Regions from separate parts of the Sus scrofa genome. Here region 2 is linked to region 1. A link is a contact called in public HiChIP or PLAC-seq data. All regions are on one chromosome and are shown on one strand. The core of a region is the stretch at or near the end of the contact, and the rest is flanking DNA. Distances in the headings are between cores, read along the strand shown.

Region 1 (2,959 bases), core at 263-2,762:
AACCCAACTGGTATCCATGAGGACACGGGTTCAATCCCTGGCCTTGCTCAGTGGGTTAAGGATCCGGCATTGCCGTGAGCTGTGGTGTAGGTCGCAGACACGGCTGTGATGTTGTAGGTCAGCTGCTACAGCTCCGATTTGACCCCCTAGCCTGGGAACCCCCATATGTAGTGGGTATGGCCCTAAAAAGACAAAAGAAAAAAAAATAGGGAAAAAAAGAAATGCTCCAAAATAACCAAGGGCAGAGGGAATGGCCAAAATTTTTAAAGATCAGCATTTTAAATGTTACTAGATTGGCCAATTGCCAATTGCTCTAAGTTGTACCAATTTACACTCACAACAACATATGTATGACAGTGGCTCTTTCTCCAAACACTTGGCCAATCCGTTGGATAGCAAAGTCTTTGGTCCTTACTAATTTGGTAATCAAAAAACATTTCACTGTTATTCTAATTTGCATTTTATTTATTATGAATAAGGTTAAGTACATTTTCATATATTCAAAAGCCATTTTCACTTTTTCTGTCAACTGCCTAATCATGATTTTTGTCCATTTCAGGGTGGTTTATCAAAATGTTTTAGAGCTCTTAAGAAAAGCAATCTTCATCTGTTGTACATATTGCAAATATTTTTTCAGTTTGCCACTTCTCTCTCAATTTCTTATAGAAATTCCTTCATCCAAGTTTTTTATACAGGCAAATTTTTTTTAATTTTTTGCTTTTTAGGGCCTCACCCACAGCATATAGAGATTTCCAGGCTAGGGGTCCAATGGGAGCTACAGCTGCAGGCCTATGCCACAGCCACAGCAACGCAGGATCCGAGCAGCATCTTCGACCTACAACCACAGCTCATCCCAAAGCCAGATCCTTAATCCACTGAGTGAGGCCAAGGATAGAACCCACAACTTCATGGTTCCTAGTTGGGTTCGGTTCTGCTGGGCCACGATGGGAACTCCTACAGGCAAATATATTAATACTTCCTTTTATATCTTGCTTAGAGATCTCTTCCCCACTCCAAGATTATAAAAAGCAGACTCCACGATTTTACTATTTTTTGTGGTTTCATTTTTAAAACTAAAGTATTTGATAAATTGGGAATTTATTTTGGTGTAAAGAGGCTGAGAATCCCACTTTCCCCCCAGCTGATTTGTCACTTCTTTGTACACAATTCATCCAATAATTCATCCTTCCCTCCCCCGGCCCCCACATTTTCATTATGTTGTACATTTCCTATATCTTTTTCTCTATTAAACAGTGACAAATCTTTTATTAGAACCATGGAACCACAGAACTCAGGGCAGCATCAGGAATCCAGATGCAAGAAAGGGAGTCTATGGTCTGCAGCTTGCACACAAAACTACAACTACAAGCCACTGCTTGGGATTTCCTTCCTCTGGCAACAGTGAGCAGTCAGAAGAAGCAGGCAGGCCCTTGAACTGAGTGTTTGTTAGATCATTGAGTGTTTTTAGATAATGGGGGGGCGGGGCGGTGAGGGAGGGCCGGGGGAGGTGAGGATGGGAGGAAGGCTGTGAACCTGTCTTTGTTAGCCAGAGTCTATTTTCCAAGGTCTTCTCTGGCTTCCTTCTCTAACTACCCAAATCTTCCTTGAAATGGGGTTACAGGGCGTCTCCGCCCCACCTCTTCCCAAAGCCCTTATCTCTTGTCCTTGGTCACAGTCTCAAGGAGGGGGCGGCTCGGAAGGAAGAGGGAATGGGAGTGACTGGGATTTGGGGCAGACGGATGAGGTGCCAGGGTTCGGAAGCGAAGAGCTGGGAGTGGGAGGGCGTGGAGAGAAGAATCTTCGCGCCGCGCCGCGCCGGCTTCGCGCCCCCGCAATGTCCTCGGCGCCCAACAGAAGGCGCCCCGGCGCTCGCCTTCTCCTCTCGTAGCCGGATCCTCCGCCGCAACCAGCCTGGGAGCCCAGCCGCGCGGCGCCGCGATCGGAAGAGCCGGGCGGCGGCCCGAGCCCTCCTGGCCCAGCAAGTGGGACAGGGTGCCGAGGAGCCCAAGCTCTGTTCCCGGGCCTGGGGTACAGCGGTTTCTCGGCTCCGACCCCACCCCCCGCAGGAAACGCCCAGAGCCACCCCAGCGCCGCGGTCTACAAAGCCGGGAAAGTCCGAAGGCGGGAGGGGTCGGGCGCACTCGGGAGGCAGGAGGATCCCCCTCAATCTCAGGCTCACGCCCGACTCCCCCATCAGGCCGCCTCCAGCCTCATGAGGACGCCCAGGCGGGGTCTGAGAGCCTGGAGCAGCCTGGACCGAAATCTTGCGGCGGCCTTAGAGCGTTAGACAGGTCAGTGCCGGGGCGGGATGAGGGGCCGAGCTGGAGGCGGGAGGAGGCGCGCACGCTGGTCCACCTTGTCCCCCGCCCAGCTTCCCCATTCCATTCACCGGGTCACCTCCGCCAGAGCCACCTAATAGCTTGGGCGTGATTCTGCATTTTTCATGACAGGCAAGGTATGGCGCTGCCCTCTGCAGCCCACTCGGGGCCAGGTGATGCTCGAACTGAAGGGTTGGGGTGGGGGATGAGCGGGCCAGGGGAGGCGACGGGTTCGGGGACAGCCGCTGTTCTAATAAAGCGATGCTCTTCTACTCATGAGCCTCCGCGTCGAGACCACTACATCCAAAGGTCTCTGGCTTCAAGATGCCGGGCCTCAGGCGTGAGAGGAAAGCGAGATGCGGGAGAGGGCGAGAAGAAAGGAGGCCGGGAGACCCGAGGCCCGGGGAGTGAGGGGAGGGGGACGCGGGTACCGATTCGCTATGCAAATCCTGGCGCGCGAGCTGTGGAGAGCGCCCCGGGGGGCCGGCGGGTGCCTCCAAAACCGCGGAAGCCGAGGGTCCCAGCCCACCCCTTCCCTTTCCCCCCATTATCACCCTCCCACCCTACCGCCCACCCAGGATGCGGCTGGGCCGCCGGGCCCTCTGTATGCTGGTCCTGCTGCTCGCCTGCGCCTCGCTGGG
Region 2 (2,959 bases), core at 293-2,792, 61 kb before region 1:
TGCAGGTGCAGCCCTAAAAAGACCAAACAGTAAAAAATAAATAATATAAAAATCCTTCTTTGTGTTCATAAAGATAGGAAATTGTGATATCCTTGAAGCACTCAGACCAAGGAAACATAGGCTATTACAAAATAAATCGAACTTCCTTGTACTGTTTTAGCCACTGGGGATACAGCTGTGCACAATATAAATTTTCTGCCCTCACAGACTTACATTCTAGTGCTAGGACTCAGACCAAAAATAAATAAACTGATGATTCAGGTAATAAGATGATTTCAGATGATGAAAAGTGCCAAGATGAAAATAAAATAGGATACTGGACAGAGAGTGAAAGAGGAGGGTTGACTTTACAAGGAAGGCTTGTCTGGGAAGTGCCCCTCTTGCCCTATACTGACCCTCTTTAAGCACCTCAATCTTGGCTAAATTCCCCCCCTCCCCACCCAGGGCCGCACCTACAGCATATGGAAGTTCCCAGGCTAGGGGTCCAATTGGAGCTGCAGCTGCCAGCCTATACCACGTTGGCTTAACTCTTCTTCTGAGATCGTCTATCTAATCCTCCTTCTATATTCAGCAAAGTGTCATCAGTGGTCACAGGAGTCTTTGCTTCTTTCCTGTCTGTACAATATGCCTACTCCTTCAATGGCCTTCTTAACTCTTACATATCCTCTGGATCACTCCTCATTCACAGGCACACGGGTTCCCAAATAGATAATTCCTAAGCCCTCATTCCCTCCATCCCAGTCCCCTTCACCTTCAGCAGGCAGGGAGCATCTTTCATTGGGCTCAACAACTCAGGGATCCCAGGCCCTTGATAAGCAGGTGCCTCCTCCTCCCTTTCACGCTGGAAGTGAATAGCTCCAGCTGGAAGGCGACATTCATAGCGCTGCTTGTACTTAGAGGAGACAATCACCACGTCCGAAGCTTGGTTCTGGGAAAGAGGTAAGGGTCGGGGGGGCGGGGAGGGAAAGAGAACCTGGGATCAGGAAGAACAACGAGATCCCTCTTCATATCCTGGGGAAGAGCCCAGTCAAGACAGAATGGGCCACAAGTCCTGCAGCTGTGTTTAGCGGGTGAGGGGAGAGGGCACTCCCACTTCTCCACGGGGGAGGAGTCTGAGTGTTTCGATCAGGAACTGGGACTTAAAGCTGACAGCGGGAAGCCCCACCCCTCCCAGTCCCTGGCCCCAAGGGAATGGGTCTCAGTCTGCGAACCTCAGGAGTTCTCATAAATCCCCTTCTTACTCTTACCGATTCTCCCGCCAGAGACTACACATCTGCCCTTCTTCCTCTACCATCTCCCCCTTCCCCTTCTGCTCCGGACCCTCTCCCCTTTTACGCCTCCTCACCTGCCCTCCCATGACAGGCAACGGCAGTATTTCGATCCCATAACGCATCTCACTCAGCTCTTCCAGGTTCAGGCTCCCGACACCGCCGGTCAGATTTGCGGGTAACAGGAGCCCCAGAAGCAGTAGCCCCAACAGACTGGACAGCAGCGTCTCCGCCGCCATCTTTCGTTCCCCTTCTAATCCAGAACAACTCCTTCCGCCCCAAACCTGGCAGCGGCCTCACCCCGCCCATTAACGCCCCAAGGTTTCATTGGCTAAATTTTCTGTCCTTCTCATGTGCCCTATTCCCATTTGACAAAGTAGCTCCAAAGCCCACTAGGAGGTGGATCACGACGATTAGCGAAATCATTCGCTGCGCGTGATTGGCCAGAGAGGCCAGCCAATCACCAACGAGATCGGACCCCCTCCCACCCTCTCCGCTCCAGAAAGGCGTGGTCTATGCGCTGGGCCAGGTTAAGCAGGTTTTTATCTCCGACTAGTTGTTTAGTACATCTCGACTTTTTAAGTCATTTGCTGTGTTGTGTGTAGGGCCGCCGCCTGGAGAAAAGAGGCATATGGGTGCGTGCAACTCAATACTCCTGAAAGCTACTAATACCTGTTGCAAAACAATTATTACATAATAGATTACTCTTTTCACATATACATACGACTTTAGGGCAATCTAGTAATTTGTTTCAAAGCCTTTCTCCACAATCCTGCAGTTGTCCTCTAATAAAATTATCCTAAAAAATAATGGGAAGGGGGTTCCCATTGTGGCTTAGAGGGTTAGGAGTCAGACTAGTATTCATGAGGGTGCGGTTTGATCCCTGGCCTCGCCAAATGGCCTAAGGATTCACCGTTGCAGTGAACTGTGGTATAGGTCGCAGGCGCGACTGGGTCCTGTGTTGCTGTGGCTGTGTCTAGGTTGGCAGCTGCTGCTCCAATTCGACCCCCAGCTTGGGGACTTCCATATGCTGCGGGTGCGGCCTTCTAAAAGAGCAAAAAGAGAAAAAGAAGAAAGAAAAAGAAATAATGGGGCTTCCAATTAAAAACGGGGGGCTGGAGCTGGGGATGGGGAGCAGTGGCAATGCATGTATTATTCTCTAGGCCATGTAGGAACAAAGAGAAAGGAGACAACAGCAGCAACATTTTAGAAGCTAGAAAGCAAATTAAGGAATGGTAACTGATTTAGCAAACCTGAGAAATTAATTCCTAAACAAACATAAACAAGAGCATGATTATACTTTGGAAAAACTTATATGGAGAATCTGTCCAGCCCAAAAGAGAAATCCCAAAGATACTCTCATCTAGGTTCTTGTAAACAGATGAAGGAATCCTTCAATTAAGCCCTTAGCCTACAGGCCCCAGCCCTCACACAATCTTTCCAATCAACCTTTTAATGTTCTCACTCTAATATAAGCAGACTGGAGTTTCCTCTGTGGCAAAGCGGGTTAAGGACCTGTGTTGTCTCTGCAGTGGGTTAAGAATCCGACAGTATCCATGAGGATGCAGGTTCAATTCCTGGCCTTGCTCAGTGGATTAAGATCTGGCATTGCTGCAAGCTGGATCCCATGTTGCTGTGGCTGTGGTGTAGGCGGCCAGCTGCAGCTCCAATTCAACCCCTAGGCTGGGAAC

Evidence for each region. HiChIP or PLAC-seq counts read pairs in DNA pulled down with a chosen protein or histone mark.
Region 2: an H3K27ac HiChIP or PLAC-seq map of alveolar macrophages shows a contact between it and region 1. The contact joins the promoter of OS9 here to the promoter of B4GALNT1 in region 1. A contact is called at or near these places in 1 of 5 promoter capture datasets (liver), 16 of 47 Hi-C or Micro-C datasets (alveolar macrophages, blood, brain and 7 more) and 1 of 2 datasets of contacts at active chromatin or transcription factors (alveolar macrophages).

Annotation. Positions count from the first base shown.
Region 1 is chr5:22,895,939-22,898,897 of Sscrofa11.1, reverse strand. B4GALNT1 (beta-1,4 N-acetylgalactosaminyltransferase 1) reads left to right here and starts at 1,512. Exons shown (of 12, transcript XM_021091871.1): 1 at 1,512-2,028; 2 at 2,198-2,291; 3 at 2,897-2,959. The coding sequence starts at 1,710.
Region 2 is chr5:22,956,486-22,959,444 of Sscrofa11.1, reverse strand. OS9 (protein OS-9) reads right to left here and starts at 1,542. Exons shown (of 16, transcript XM_021091889.1): 1 at 1,346-1,542; 2 at 752-928. The coding sequence starts at 1,507.